2 separate regions of the Arabidopsis thaliana genome follow, and region 1 is linked to region 2. Evidence: chromatin contacts called from public capture Hi-C data. All regions are on one chromosome and are shown on one strand. The core of a region is the stretch at or near the end of the contact, and the rest is flanking DNA. Distances in the headings are between cores, read along the strand shown.

Region 1 (3,808 bases), core at 269-2,768, 140 kb after region 2:
GGCAAGGTTCAGCCGCAACCAAGAGTGTGTTCTCACTTCTCTAATAGAACAAACTCATCGATTACTTGTAAAGGGTTGTACAAGTTGTGGCATCTCATCCTGATATTTCAGCACAAACTTATCCATGAACTCGGAGCTTTTCAGCTTTAGTATAGTGAAATAGTTGATGTCTTCCTTCTTCACAAGTCCTTTGGAGAGAAGCAAAGAGATGACCTGGTTCCTCGGTTTGATTCTCTTCTCCATGCTCAGAGATAACACCACCGGTCTTGCAACAATGTCACGAGCTTGCAGACCAATGTTGTTTACAAGGTACTCCAATGTGTACATTATCTTCTCATCTGAAACCGTCACACAGTTTGGGAATCTCATGATCGCTGCGACGAAATCTTCTTTAGACCAACCAAAACATTGGAACAACTTAAATTTCCGCTCCATTGCTGATTCACTCGTGCAATCAAAGGCTACCATAGCGTGAACAAAACCCGCCTTTTTCGGGTCAAAACCGTAGCTGCAAACTCTGTTTAAGACCTCGTTGAATCTTCTCTCACGAGAGAAAAAAGTGAATGGAGACGCTTGAACCAACCACTTGATGCTTTTGTCAGGAACTCCAAGCTCTCTACAAATGGAGACACGAAGAGACACACAATGTGTAATCTTCAATGAGAAACATCTGATTCCACGCTTGAGACACTTGACAACACTTTCTTCCTCAACGAGTATGCTCTTGAGGGAATCATAGCAAGGGATCAATCTTTTGTGCAAGCTATATGATAGCATTTTCGGGGAAGAAGAGATCATTTTCGCAGTATCCGAGGTCGAAAACCCGATAGAACTGAAAAACATGAGCTTGGGCGAGATTACATCTTCCGGGCTCAGTGACAGAACACGAGGAAAGGATTTGATGACACTGGTGATCTGGTCATTGGTGAAGCCATGGTCCTTGAAGAGAGCAAGAACAGAGTCTGGTTTCTTGGACGAAACCAATTTGACGAATCTGGAATTCGATTTAGCAGATTCCAAAGACAGTCCACAAGAATCCACGAGATAAGAAACTGTAAAAGATTCCAAACATGGTTTTTGCTTTTCGAGATTCTCTGATTTCACTTGTGACACTGAACACAACGTTCTTATTCTACCCACTAAAAACCCTAAATTGACAATGCGACGAACAGTGGAAGAAGTAAACGCACAATCTACGACATTTCTACAGTGTAATAAGCTCGACATGAATACGAATCCTAAGCCAGTATCTCTTCTAAATCTCAAAAATTCTCCAACTTTGCAATAATCAAAATTCACCGGAAAAATCAGGTTCTCAATAGAGAATAGAGCTAAAAGACCGTCGTGAATACCTTTGAGAGCCGAAGAATTTCGTAGAGACTCCTGGAGATGTTGTCTTATTCCGGAGGACTGGCTCATACACGAGTGTAGGTAAAATAATCGATTCAAAATCAAAATGCGACGATGTTGTCTGAATCTGTGAATAGGTCCTTTATTTCTCTTTATTCATAGATTCGCCTCAAATGTTATTAAGTTACACAATAAGCCAGTCTGGGTATTATCTTGTAAATTATATGTATATCAAAATATTTTGTAAAATATTGGTAGCCAAAAACAAAAGACAATTGCTTCCATAAAGTATTTAGGGGCATTAAAGGAGTTGTTTGTCTATATTATTAAAAACGAAAAAAAAATAAAAAAATCAGCACTTCAAAAAAAGAAAAAAAATACATAAGTTTAAGTCCCTCACTCTCAAATCTCAAAAATCTTCATTGTATCTTGAATATCCTTTTAAGTCTCAAAACAAGATCCTTCTCGTCGTTAGATAACTCATTCTGCAATCAGGTTTCGAATATCAGTTTAAGCTTTACTAAAACACAAGCTAATGTTAAAACAACATTTTTGACAACCCAGGGCAAGAAAGACTGTATACAACTTACCCAGTAATTAGTTCTGATTACGTCCACGGATCGACTAGAAATGTGACTGATAAGCCTGTCGTCTACACCAAAGTGCCTCCCAAACATTTTCTGTTCTTCTGGGTTAGAAGCAATGATCTAATACGAAAACAAACATTAGTTTTTAAGGAAAGGCAGTAAAAACTAGAAAAATGATGACAAAAAGAGGGATCTCATACCTTAATAGCCACCTCCTGTCCTTTCCTTGCATAATCAACTGGCATGTTGTTGTTATTCTTAATTGATGAGACGCGCCCAATGTCCATAAACACTCTTACATTCTCAATCCTTTTAACAATGCAAATGGGAGTTCCAACCTAAATCAACAAGACCGTATTGTTAGATCTTTGTGATCCAGCAGAAAAGTGTACTCAGATCCTGAATGAGAAAATACCATATACCTTTAGTATTCCATCATTGACTTTAACTCCAAGGATAATTGGGTCCCTCTGATTGTAGATATGGTTTGGTAAAATCTGAAGGATACATGGGAAAACTGCTTCACAAGCTGTTTCTTTCTTTTTCTCCTCTTTGATACCCTCTATGTAACTCTTAAACTTATCGAACAGACAATAGATGGTATCATCGCAGAAGATTTTTACTCCCATTTTGTCTGCAAGTTCACGAGCTTCTGCACTTATTTTCACATCAAAGGCCAAAATCGTTGCAAACTCTTTTTTCTTCTCTAGCATTACCCCGGCCTTCATGATATCCTTCTTATGCACAGGTCCTATGCCAATACCACTGACAGGTATTTTTACATCTGAGGACTTCAAGAACTCGAGCAATGCTTCCAAGGACCCTAATGTAGATGCTTGTACATAAACGCCTTCACCACTTTTGTCAATGCGGTTCATAACTGACTCAATATCTTCCATGGCATTTTTCTTGGCTTCTTCCATGTCCTCATTAGGTCCAATCACATGCAAGGCAGTACCAGCAATGGCGTGTTCAAGGCCCTTTTATAAACACCAAAAATATAGGAAACATTTGTTCAGGATGTCCTCATTTGTGCTAAGTAATTAAGATCAAGGTAAGAATAAAGTAATTGTAATGTCAGAGACAATCACCTGTGCAGCAATTTTGATACCCTGCGCAGCCTTTACTTCTCTGTGAGGCATATAGGTACCCTGAAATATCAGACCAAAAATTGTCATTGTGTACGAAAAAGGAATGTAGAAAGCTATTTGCATAAACCATGTTTCCCTAGGAATAATAATAACAAGAGGCAAGAAATGGACTATCTGAAAGTACCGTCACCCGCATCTCGTTCATAGGATAAGGAGTCAACAATGATCTAATAGTTGTTACAATTGGTCCCTGAAATAGAAGAAAGGAAAAAAATAAACCAATTACATCAAGTCTCCAGTTTTATGATATACTTGGCATATTACATGTTTAGGTATGACCCATGAGTTTTCTACTTACCTGTGACCCACAAACAACAATTTGATCACCTTCACGGAGTACACCGTTGACCAAAACAACATCAACTGTAATACCATGGCCTTCAATAACTTTGACCTCAAGGACGGTACACTGTCACCATTTTAAGAAAAGATAAGAAAGCTGAAGTAGTGCAGAAACGATTCATTACCTAAAAGAGGAATGAGACAAACCTGCACTTTGTCAACATATGTAAGTTTCTCCACCATCGTTTTCTGAGCCCATTGAACCAAGAACAGTAAAAGATCTGGAATCCCTTCCCCACTGAAATATCAGTATCCAACATTAATCAATTAGTTAGTTAGCATGGTTGACCTCTATGTTAGACTAAAATTTGGAGATAGCAAAAACATTTCAGACCTAATAGCGCTAGCAGGTAGGATACTGATAGTTTCTCCCATTTC
Region 2 (4,134 bases), core at 839-3,338:
TTGGATAAGGTATTGACCAAGTACCGATGATCCGACCGCCTCCACGTGGTCACACAGCTTGGCTTTCACTTTCATGCTCTGACCTTTTGACCGCACGTGACTTTTGTCTGTGCACGTGCGGACCAAGCTAACGTGTCCGGTTCAAGTACATTGCACCGAGCCCTGACTCGCCAGGTTACGCCGATGAAAACGACGGTTCCTGGGTCCCACATGCCATGAGGATGGACGGTTCCGATCCACTTCCTACTTTCCTACTGAGATTGGTCCCACCATGGTTCAGGCCACATGCGTCCACGTTGAGGGAGCTTAGGTGTTACTATATGGGTGCAGTTAAAAATTAAGACAACCAGTCACGGTCCGATATGAGGTCATGCATTAATGGGTCGGATCGAGTTTAGTCAGTTCAATAAATTAAGATGAATAAGTCAATAATTATTTGAATGGGTTGATGCAATTGGTAAGTGTTTTCAGGATTATCGTTTGTTTCCCAAACAATTTTTGTAAATTAAAAGTTTGATATCATTTGTATGAAGATGATATATCAAAAAAAAATTTTACTAATACATTACTCATTCTAAATCAATAAATTATCAGTGTCTAGTTGTCTTTTTCTGGTATATTTTTTTGTCCATGTTAGAAAAAGCGTAGTTCTAATTAGTGATTCACCAAATTCGACATAAGGCAACAAAGTGGAGTACTTATCAATAATTTTTGAAAATATAAAGTAGTAGTATCAACTAATTTGACATTTTGATAATTATCAGCTAGTCTTATCACATTAATGGATCATTAACTTTCTCCAAACTTATCATCAAAAAGGGTCCACTCCGTTTTACGATATTTAAAGGAGTATACATGGGTAGATCTCACTATCTCAGTATAGAACAAAGGACCATTACCTAGATTGATTGTTCTACGTTATGCGCCTTATGCCCTCTTGACAATAAAAGTGAATATAAAGTACTTTAGTAGAACATTGATTCTTTGATATATAATTAGCTCGGGTTTAGCAAGATAATTTAGTAGCAACCAAAAAAAAAAAAAAACACATCACAAGCAGAATTAATCAATTGTTGTTCTGCAGCGCTTAAAAGTGACTAATTCTCTTCTTCTTTTTCTATAGTAAAGATGGTTCGTATCCGTTTGTTTATTATAGAACGTGGGTTCTTCTTAGAATATTGTATTCGCAAGCCATATACTATATATCTATTTTAAATTATTATACATTATATTTTTACAAAATTAGTTGACAAAACTAATAATAATACTATACATGTAAATTTTTTTTCTTTTCTTCTTCTATATAACTCACGTTCTGCATCCAGTTTGAATATGAATAATAACATATATCAGCAGCACTATGCAAATCACAAGCCTACAAATATCTAGTAATAATGCAAGTTTATACTAAGTTTTACAATAAAAAGATGCGTAAGTAAATTAAAATTCTAAATAAAATGACCTATAGTAGTATTTTCTCAAGTAAGAGAAGACTAAATAGTACTATTTCTCATTTTTACTTATACGAAAACCTTTTAATTAAGTTACTAAAACCATAAATAAGTTAGTAACATGATAATAACATTTATCAAATAACTTTTGTTTAAACATAACCTCCACGCGCCTTAAAGGGAATGTAGGATTCGTTTTAATCCTTGTGTACCCAACTTCCACTTGACATTTTTTTTTTTTTTTTTTTTTTGTTAAATGATACGTTTTCTTTAGCTCGTATATAATAGTATCTGATAAACAAATTGACCAAATGTTATCTCTTCTGTTAATCTTATCTCATGCTTTCAAATATAAGAATTCCTTCTCTAAATTTCTTTTGTATTATCCGATTGGAGCCAAACAAAAACTGCGACGAACCCCTAGTTTTCTTTGGTAGATCTTATGTAAGGATAACCACTTACACACATAAATTTTTTTGTCGGCATTTGTGTATATGTAATAAATAGTATTAATTTACTTAAAAAAGAACATATTATTCAAATAATAATTATTATATTAATGATATAATAAAGGGGACTGTTTCTCCGCTAAATTCTCGGTGTATGTCTTTGCTTTTACTTTCCTCGTTCAATGAGAGGACCAAAAATTTATTGCAGAGTCGCACATGAATCTCAAGCTTCTCTCTCCTTTTTTTCCCATAGCACATCAGAATCGCTAAATACGACTCCTATGCAAAGAAGAAGCTACTTCTTTCTCTTGCCCTAATTAATCTACCTAACTAGGGTTTCCTCTTACCTTTCATGAGAGAGATCATTTAACATAAGTCACCTTTTTTATATCTTTTGCTTCGTCTTTAATTTAGTTCTGTTCTTGGTCTGTTTCTATATTTTGTCGGCTTGCGTAACCGATCACACCTTAATGCTTTAGCTATTGTTTCCTCAAAATCATGAGTTTTGACTTCTCGATCTGAGTTTTCTTTTTCTCTCTTTACGCTCTTCTTCACCTAGCTACCAATATATGAACGAGCAGGATCAAGAATCGAGAAATTGATTTGAGCTGGCGAATAAGCAGTGGTGGGATAGGGAATTAGTAGATGCGGCGGCGATGGAAGGCGGTTACGAGCAAGGCGGTGGAGCTTCTAGATACTTCCATAACCTCTTTAGACCGGAGATTCACCACCAACAGCTTCAACCGCAGGGCGGGATCAATCTTATCGACCAGCATCATCATCAGCACCAGCAACATCAACAACAACAACAACCGTCGGATGATTCAAGAGAATCTGACCATTCAAACAAAGATCATCATCAACAGGGTCGACCCGATTCAGACCCGAATACATCAAGCTCAGCACCGGGAAAACGTCCACGTGGACGTCCACCAGGATCTAAGAACAAAGCCAAGCCACCGATCATAGTAACTCGTGATAGCCCCAACGCGCTTAGATCTCACGTTCTTGAAGTATCTCCTGGAGCTGACATAGTTGAGAGTGTTTCCACGTACGCTAGGAGGAGAGGGAGAGGCGTCTCCGTTTTAGGAGGAAACGGCACCGTATCTAACGTCACTCTCCGTCAGCCAGTCACTCCTGGAAATGGCGGTGGTGTGTCCGGAGGAGGAGGAGTTGTGACTTTACATGGAAGGTTTGAGATTCTTTCGCTAACGGGGACTGTTTTGCCACCTCCTGCACCGCCTGGTGCCGGTGGTTTGTCTATATTTTTAGCCGGAGGGCAAGGTCAGGTGGTCGGAGGAAGCGTTGTGGCTCCCCTTATTGCATCAGCTCCGGTTATACTAATGGCGGCTTCGTTCTCAAATGCGGTTTTCGAGAGACTACCGATTGAGGAGGAGGAAGAAGAAGGTGGTGGTGGCGGAGGAGGAGGAGGAGGAGGGCCACCGCAGATGCAACAAGCTCCATCAGCATCTCCGCCGTCTGGAGTGACCGGTCAGGGACAGTTAGGAGGTAATGTGGGTGGTTATGGGTTTTCTGGTGATCCTCATTTGCTTGGATGGGGAGCTGGAACACCTTCAAGACCACCTTTTTAATTGAATTTTAATGTCCGGAAATTTATGTGTTTTTATCATCTTGTGGAGTCGTCTTTCCTTTGGGATATTTGGTGTTTAATGTTTAGTTGATATGCATATTTTGGTTTCTCGTGTTTATTTCTTTTCTTCTCATATCTTCGGTAGATGTTACATGTTAGAGAAATGCATGTGTCTCGTTATGTTAGAAAATTCCTTTCCATATATGGCTTTCTTTTATTCATAGCTAGGGTTTCGTGTTGTACCCTATAACTATTATTATAATTAGCTCGATTTGATAGATATATAGGTCTAGACTATTCAATAATGAGTTCGTTTGTTCTTTTAAGAATTTTGAGCTTCACGGCGTATTCTTGATGAAATATTATGTGGGCACATCTCAGGCGCTCATTTGAATATTTTTACAATACGTCAATACGTTACCTTAATCATAGTATAATATAGTTCTTTCAACTTTTTAACAACCTCAATGTAGTATTCATTATAAGGTTAGAAAATTATTATACATATTGATCAATATATACGTTTTGTGCATCTAAATTCATTATTCGTACCATTTGAGTACTTGTAGCGTCTTTTAGCCGAGTATACCTTTTAAGATCACAACTTCTGTGTCATATCTATCTATCTATACGGTGTTATTGT

The links. Capture Hi-C pulls out chosen DNA fragments and counts their contacts.
Region 1: a capture Hi-C map of shoot shows a contact between it and region 2, with 2.7 times the contacts expected there. A contact is called at or near these places in 1 of 26 Hi-C or Micro-C datasets (rosette leaf) and 1 of 3 other capture datasets (shoot).

The regions. Positions count from the first base shown.
Region 1 is chr1:7,406,352-7,410,159 of TAIR10.1, forward strand. It overlaps AT1G21150 (Mitochondrial transcription termination factor family protein), which reads right to left and starts at 1,519. Exons shown (of 1, transcript NM_001332486.1): 1 at 1-1,519. The coding sequence starts at 1,419. The coding sequence ends at 55. It overlaps AT1G21160 (eukaryotic translation initiation factor 2 (eIF-2) family protein), which reads right to left. Exons shown (of 13, transcript NM_101970.4): 5 at 3,765-3,808; 6 at 3,578-3,668; 7 at 3,387-3,497; 8 at 3,213-3,278; 9 at 3,029-3,088; 10 at 2,360-2,917; 11 at 2,138-2,275; 12 at 1,941-2,057; 13 at 1,580-1,835. The coding sequence ends at 1,770.
Region 2 is chr1:7,270,468-7,274,601 of TAIR10.1, forward strand. ESC (Putative AT-hook DNA-binding family protein) reads left to right here and starts at 2,089. Exons shown (of 1, transcript NM_101943.2): 1 at 2,089-3,605. The coding sequence starts at 2,557. The coding sequence ends at 3,492. It also overlaps AT1G08945.